Linked DNA regions of Mus musculus: region 2 is linked to region 1. The links are chromatin contacts, called in public promoter capture Hi-C maps. All regions are on one chromosome and are shown on one strand. Each heading gives the region's core, a stretch centred on a gene start, on an enhancer-like site or on the middle of the called end of the contact. The rest is flanking DNA. Distances are from core to core; before and after follow the strand shown.

Region 1 (3,695 bases), core at 262-2,761:
AACCCAAGGAAGTCCCTGAATACCTGGTTTAAGCACAAACTGCATGGACCCCTCCCCAGCAGGCCCCTGCCCAGAGAGTGTCCCACTGGGCCATCCTCTTCACTTGCCTATGGGGACAGAGTTGGCAGTTGCGTGATTGTGATTACGGACTGATTGGTGGCTGGCAGCAACTGTGGAGATGGGTTGTCAATCCCTTGGTGAAAGACCCTCTTTCCACCATTCAGGCCCCAAAACCCAGTGAGAAGTCATCACCAGCAGAGAACAGAGCAATAGGAAAAGCAGCTGCCTTCCATCTCTCTCCAAGATATCACCCTTAGAGACAGGGTTGGACACAGCAATTCCCCCAGGCCCAAGCCCTGAAGGCCCCTGATGGCACTGCTAGCTAGGGCCCCTTGTTGCTCTGGCTTAGCTACAACATTTCCCACCTTAGCCAGGGACTACAAGAGCTATAGAGGGACCATTCATTCGCTTCTGAGATACTAGGAGGGGAAACCCACTCCTTGAGGTTGGGTTGTACAGAGGTAATGGGGGCCTGGGATCCAGGCAACCAGGAAGCCAGCCAAGGAGACCTATTCTCCCAAATGAACAAGATGCCAGAATAGCCCATGAAGGGTCTTGCCAAGCTTCCTTGAAGCCTTGGGTGACCCATCGTGCCCCTGACCACTTTTTCCCAGCTTCCCAGAAGCCCCTTCTTTCACCCTGAAGCTGCGTGAGCACCACCTCTCTCCTTTTTACTAAGAAGGGGAGTGTTTCTCTGGGTACAATGGTGTCACGTTGGAAGGAAAAAGTGGCCGCTTCCCAACCAGGGTACAGGCAGGAGGGAGAAAGGCAGGCTACCTTTCCAGGAGGGATTTTAAGCACTTTGCAAAAATGCCATGCGAAGCAATGCTGTTGAAGATCAGGGCCCCAGGTGAAACCCTGAGCGTCAGCAAAGTACTCCAGATTCTAGGGTTCCTACCCCATTTTCCAGGTTTCCTCAGGCTCAGCCCCCGCCCCACAGTCATCCCAGGTTGTGCGCATCGCGGAGCCTCCCCCCCAAACCCTCCCCCCCGCCCCCCAGATCTGGCATACATCCCTACGTAGCGCTCGGCGGCCGGCCGGAACCCCCCTTCCCGGCGTGGTCCCCTGCCCTGACCGCAGCCCCCTCCCCACGCCCACTCGCAGGCGCGCAAGGCCTGCTGACTTACCCCGAGGTGGGGCCGGGGTCCACGCCTGGAGCGGGATTCCGCTGGCGGAGTGGCGCCGCAAGGCGAGGCAGGTGCTGCCCCGGGACCCCGCCCCGCGGACCCGGCGGTAGGCGCGGCCCGGCCCCGAGCGGGCGCGGACTCCGAAGGGGTAGGGACGCGGGGCGGGGAGGGGCAGCGACAGAGACTCACGGGGGCATCGCCCGCCACCGGGCCGGACAGCTCCGCTCCGCCCGCCTGCGCTGCTGGCTCCGCAGTCGCCACACAGTTCTCAGTCGCCGCCGGGTGCAAAGCCCAAGCCACGGCTGGCGGGAGGAAGCGGGCCCTGGCAGGGGCGGGGCCTAGGGCTGGTGGGAGGGATTAGTGGATGGGGCGGGGCCAGATGGGGCGGGGCCCGAAGGTGGGCGTGGCCTCTGGAATCTGGATCTTCTAGGTGTATCCTTGAGGAGTAGGCCTGGAAGAAGTGAACCTCTAAGAATCAGGGGTTGGGGGCCGCTCAAGTCCCTAAGATGCTCCTCCTGTCCCCTGCCTGTCCACTCTTCTACACAATCTGTTCCTTCTCAAACTTCCTTGTCCTTGGGGGCACCTCCCAGGTGCCTCCATCTATTCTGAACAAGATCAAGGAATGTCAGATGGTGAGCAGTAAGGCTAAACACCTTACAAACATAGAGTCCATTTTAAAGACCAAAAAAAGGGGGGAAACTTTCGGAGGAGAAATGACTTGCTCAAGTGCCTGCTGTAAAAGATTTTCTGGAAAGAGGGAGGGAGAGAGAGAGAGAGAGAGAGAGAGAGAGATCAGGAGTCACAAAAGAGTGCTGCTTTTGAAGATCAGAGTTCAGTTCCCAACACCCAAGTCAGACAACTGTTACTTCAGCTCCAAGGAATCTGATGCCCTCTTCTGGCACCTGAAGGCTCCAGCACATGTGTGCACATACACACACGAAGTGAAAGTAAGTCCTTTGTTTAAAAAAAAGGAACTTCCAATATACTTTCAGACTTCAGGTAAGGGGCCTATGACCCATATTAGCTCCTTTGCCACCTGTGGCAGTGCCTTTCAACTGGGGACAGTTTTGTCCTGAAGGGATTTTTCACAATATCTTGAGTTACTCGTAGTTTCTGCAATTATGAGGGGTTTCCAGTAAGAACCAACCCTGGAACTGTGCTGGCCAGTCCTGATACCAAAGAGTCCTCAGGCCCTGTGTCAATAGGACTGCAAGTGGGAACCCTGTATTACTGTTGGTTCTCTAGAGGGACAGAATTTAGAGAAGAAACACATACACACACACACACACACGCACACACACACACACACACACACGCACACACACACGTACACGCACACATGTGGGAGGGGATTTATTAAAATGGCTTACAGGATGTGATCCGGCTTGTCCAACAATGGCTGTACAATGGAAAGTCCAAGAACTCAGGAGTTATTCACTCCACAAGGCCAGATGGCCTTCAATATCTGCTGGAATGCCAAAGAAGTGGGTTCAAATGTTAGTGACGGACTGAGGTTGCCAGTGAGGGTGAGGGCCAGTATGCAAAGAGAGCAAGCTTTTTTTGCTTCCATCAACAGTGGATCTTTCAACCTCAAACGATCCAGGGTAAAAGTGGGTCTTCCCATTTCAAATGATTTAATTAAGGGGGAAAACTCCTTCATTGGTATACCACTTGGGTTTCAGTTAATTCCCAATAAGGTCAAGTTGACAACCTAGAAAAACCATTGCACGAGGCTTGGCATCTGCCTGAATGGACTTCAAATGGATGTGCTGACTTAAGACCCAGCAGTTTAGGCTTCTAGAGAGATAGATGGCTTAGCGGATAAGAGCACTGGCTGCTCTTCTAGAGGTTCTGAGTTCAATTTCCTGCAACCACATGGTGGCTCATAACCATGAGATCTGATGCCCTCTTCTGACATGCAGGTGCACATGCAGATAGAGCACTCATACATTAAATGGACAAACAAACAAACAAACCTTTAAAAAAATTAAAAAAAAATTAAAACGACTTGGTGGCTTAGGACTTGAGGTTTCCTGTCCTACAGTCCTGCCTGGTCCCAACTTGGCTGTGTTTAAGTGAGCTTAGGGCTGGTCAGCTCTGCTTTCAGACTGGAAGGATTGTTTGTTTGTTTCTCTGTGTAGCCCTGGCTACCCTGGAAGGAACGCTGTAGACCAGGCTGGCCTCAGACTCAGGAGATCTGCCTGCCTTTTTCTCCAAGGGTTGGCATTAAAGGTGTGCACCACAGGCTCGGCTACTGCTGGAAAGTTCTTAATTTTGCAAAATTTAAATGAGGAGTGGGAAGGTGGAAAGAACCAGATAAATGACTCTAATTAAAGGGCTTCCCTCACCCCATTCTATACCTTCTCCACATGGTAAACTGAGGCCCAGGGATGTGGAAAGCTGGGTCCCTCAAGGTGTCAGCTGAGACTCGTGATTGCATTTGTTTATTAATGATAATGTCCTTACCGTCTAATCTAGACCTAAAACCAGAGTCTGTGTGCTAGGCTG
Region 2 (3,854 bases), core at 822-3,321, 180 kb before region 1:
AGAGAGGCCCCCAGGCATTCCGCAGCCTGCAGCAAGAGCCTGGCTGGGGCCCAGCGCCCTGCGTTTGGGGGTGGGGGCACCAGACTGAATAGAAGTCTGTCCAAACCGTAAACATCCAGCCGACCTCCTGGGGGAGCTTCCAGAATGAGGTGGTTAACCCTCAGCACACTGGGAGAGCAGAAGACAAGCCCAGCTGATTCTAAACAGGGGAGCTAAAAGCAAAAGGGAGAGACAGGAGTGTGGTCCCAAGCTGCTCAGCCAGTCTACACGAGGTTCTCCAGCTACCTTAAAGAGGCATGTAGTGTGTCAGGGGACAGCACGAAGAGGAGGAAGAGAGGGAGGGGGATAAGGACACGCTGTGAGCCGAGGCCAACAGCAGAACAGCAGGCCCTTGTTGCTGGGTGGTTTTGACAGACTCCCACATTTCAAGGCTGGTTTGGGGTTTTCTCTGAACAAACAGACTCCTTGTGGTCTCTGCAGGCACCGCCTGCTGGCAACAGGGGGCGCTAAACTTCCAGGCATCCCCACCCCTGCGCTCATAAAGTTCTCCTTTGTGGATAGCCCTGCTTCCTCTCAAGTCTGAAGTTAGATACTCACGTCGATGCCATCTGAACCAGGCACTCCTGGTGGCCCTGGTGGCCCTGGAGGACCCGGCTCCCCTGGTGGACCTCTCTGAAAATACACAAGAGTGCAGCCCTCAGACAGTACGCAGAACTGGGCTCCCAGGGGCTGCTGGAGACCCCGAGAGCAAAGGTGACTAGGGCAGCATCTCCCCAAGGAGATGGTGCTTCATGGGGAGTTTGTTGAGCAGCTACTGTGTGTCAGGCACTGTGTGCCATTATGCTCTGTTACTTTATGAACTACTCAGAACTCGGGGGGGGGTACTATTAGGGGTGACAAGCAGAGGGTGAGGAAACACAAAAAGACTCAAGGCTCGTGATCACTGCAAGTGAATGCTGAAACCGTGATTACACCCTAGGTTGGCTGGCTTCTTCCCCTGGGTCACACGGTCTTTGCACTGTCACGATAGGAAATAGATGAAGACATCATTTGCTCAAATCACAGATGATGTGCAAGATGGCACCTAGCCAACGATGGCCGTTCGAACTATTGCTGTTTTCTAACCAACAACAGGTATAGCGGTGAACTGGCACCTCTCCCTCGTCCCTGGTGCAGGTAAAGAGACCTCAGAGAAGAAGGAAAGCTGGGACTCTTCCCACCCAATCCTCCCTAAGGTAGCGAACCAGCCCCGACTCAGGAAGTCCACGCGTGCCAGATGCTGGCGCCAGGTGCCCTCCCCAGGTTAAGATGTGCCAGGCTGGCGCCTCACAGGCGAACTGTACCCCTACACTAGCACTGCTTGGTGAGCGGGCCCAGCATCCCCATTTGGTCCTAAACCGGGCATCTCTTTCCTAGGGCCCAGCTGTCCCTGCGAAGTGAGGCAGAAGCCCACAGTCAGGAAACGGACATATTGGGGCGACAGGGAAGTCTGGCTGGAGCCTGGGTCCCTTAGGAGACTCCGGGGGCGGAGGCTCCGCTGTCGACTGAATAGCCACCATTGTCTCCGCACCACCTGGGCTCTCTCCACTGCCAGGCCCCCGCGCCATCTCCTGCTCGACGCTGCCTGTCCCAGGCAAGGCCAAGCATCCCGAGGCAAGGTCCCTCTGGTTCCCGGACTAGTCAATCTCCCTTCACCGCGAGCGGTTTGCCGGGTATGCATCACCCCAGCGGCTCTGTCCTCAGCTGCCCCTCAGGCTAGGGACAGACTAGAACAGGTCCTAAAGACTCCAGGATCCTAAACCCAGGCTCTGCACCAGGGACGGCGGAGACAGAGAAGTGACAGGACTTACGATCTGAGCCAGGGCGAGCCACAGCACCTGGAGGAGAACGAACAGGCTGCGGGGCGCGGGCACGGCGGTCATGGCGAACAGCGGGTTCTGGAGCGGGGGTCCAAGCACCGATGGCGGGGGCTGCTTTCGGAGCCTCGGACTGGATCTCCCGAAAACGCAGCTAGACGGGCCGGGGCGGGGACCTGCAGGCCTGTCACCTGAGAGCACTGTGGGGAGGAACTGTCCAGCTCCGCCCGGTCAGGGGCGGATCTTCTGTGCCCACCCTGGGTCTGCATTCTGAGTTTGACCAGACGCCCCAGCTGGGAAGTCCCGGGGGCATCTCGGGGTACGGGACTACTTTCTGTGTGAAGAGCAGAAGTCCATTCGAAGTCCCTTTCCTCCTTGCCTCCAAGATCAAAGCCTTCCTCCTGGCCCTCAGCCCCATCCTTTCCCCGGGCAAGCTTGTCTGGGTCCTTTATCCTCCAGAGCCTCAACCATCTCAGGTTCTGGAGACCTGGCCAGGACTCCACCAACTCCATCTTTTCTAAATTGGCTCAGTCCTCTCCACAAACAATCAGGTCCCTGCCATATTAAAACACACCAACATCTTTCTTGAATCTGCCACCTCGGGAATTCCCCATCTGCCTCTTCTCTCCCCCTCCACCATCAATTCCATTAGAGTTGTCTGTGGCCTCTAAATTTCCCTTTCCTCTCGCCTCCCTGCTTCCATCGACCAGTGCGATCCGAACATCTTCCATCCTTGAGGCATCCTGTTAGCATTTGGATCTGCCCTTGGCAATGCCAGTCCTTCACGTCTTCTCTCCCAAGCATCCACCAGGCATCCACCCCATGTGACCTTGTACAGTTATATCCTTTGAAGACAAGTTTTTATCTATGCGAATGAGTGTTTTGCCCTCAGGTATGACCCTGTCCCATGGGGGACCAGACATCCTTGGAACTGGAGTTGTAGAAAGGTGTAAGCTCCTACGTGGGTGCTGGCAACAACCTGGGTTTTTGCAAGAAGAGCACGAGCTCTTCAGCAGGGAGCCATCTCTCCAGATCCCTACAATTACATATTAAGGAGGAGTACATGTTCTATGAAAAGTGTCCCTTAGACTATCAAACACCACAATGCATAGTCACACAAACTAAAATGGACCTGGGCTATCTAACCGTGTGGAACCACCTGCATGTGTGAGGTCCACTGTCAGCCAAGTGACACGATTGTCTTTCTCCTCAGCGGCACCTGCATGCTGCTGTCTCCTGGACTGGGAGAGACTTCTCCCTCACCCCCTTTCAACTGACCTCCCAAGTTCATGGAAACAGCCACCACTTTATTCAGTAACACCCCAAACCCACCTGTCTGGTCACCTCGGTCCAGAGCCCCTTTCTCCTCTCCTTCTCTTCCACTCACTGGCTAAGGGCAGTGGATCTCATGCAGCCACTAACCACAGTTATGACCACAGACACCTCCATGACATAAATGAAGTCTTAGTTTCCTCCTCTGTAACTGGGAACAACATGGTCCCTATCTTAAAGAATTTGCTTGAAGATTGAAGGAGCTGATGGTGGCAGCTGCTTAATGTGACAGCAGTGCGCTGTGACCCTCAGTATCATTTGCTCTTGGTATCCAACTGGCCTCCAGTATGGAAACTTGACCACAAGCAAATCAAGTGACCTGGCCAAGGAGGAGGCCTGGACAGATGGCTCCACAGATAAAAGCACTCCTTACTTTTGTAGAATTTGGGGATTTGCATCCCACATCAGATGGCTCCCAACTACCTGTACCTCCTGTTCCATAGAATCCAATGCTCTCTTCTGGCTTCCATGGGCAACAGCAAACATGCAGTGAACATATAAGCACATGCACATACACAAAACACATAAACACGTGTAAAAATCACCCTCCACATTTCCTTTTCTTAAGTATGTTATGAAGCCGGGGAGATGGCTCAGTGGTTAAGAGCACCAGCTGCACTTGCAGAGGACCAAGTACCCACATATCAGCCTATAACCATTTCTAAC

Evidence for each region. Capture Hi-C pulls out chosen DNA fragments and counts their contacts.
Region 2: a contact with region 1 is called in a promoter capture Hi-C map of liver. The contact joins the promoter of Col9a2 here to the promoter of Rims3 in region 1. A contact is called at or near these places in 7 of 39 promoter capture datasets (the 3T3-L1 cell line, the C10 cell line, hippocampal neurons and 3 more), 39 of 484 Hi-C or Micro-C datasets (the AML12 cell line, B cells, the C10 cell line and 29 more), 2 of 115 datasets of contacts at active chromatin or transcription factors (bone marrow-derived dendritic cells and microglia) and 2 of 9 other capture datasets (adipose tissue and liver).

The regions. Positions count from the first base shown.
Region 1 is chr4:120,852,615-120,856,309 of GRCm38.p6, reverse strand. It overlaps Rims3 (regulating synaptic membrane exocytosis 3), which reads right to left and starts at 1,511. Exons shown (of 8, transcript NM_182929.3): 1 at 1,188-1,511.
Region 2 is chr4:121,037,783-121,041,636 of GRCm38.p6, reverse strand. It overlaps Col9a2 (collagen, type IX, alpha 2), which reads right to left and starts at 2,071. Exons shown (of 32, transcript NM_007741.2): 1 at 1,851-2,071; 2 at 598-672. The coding sequence starts at 1,922.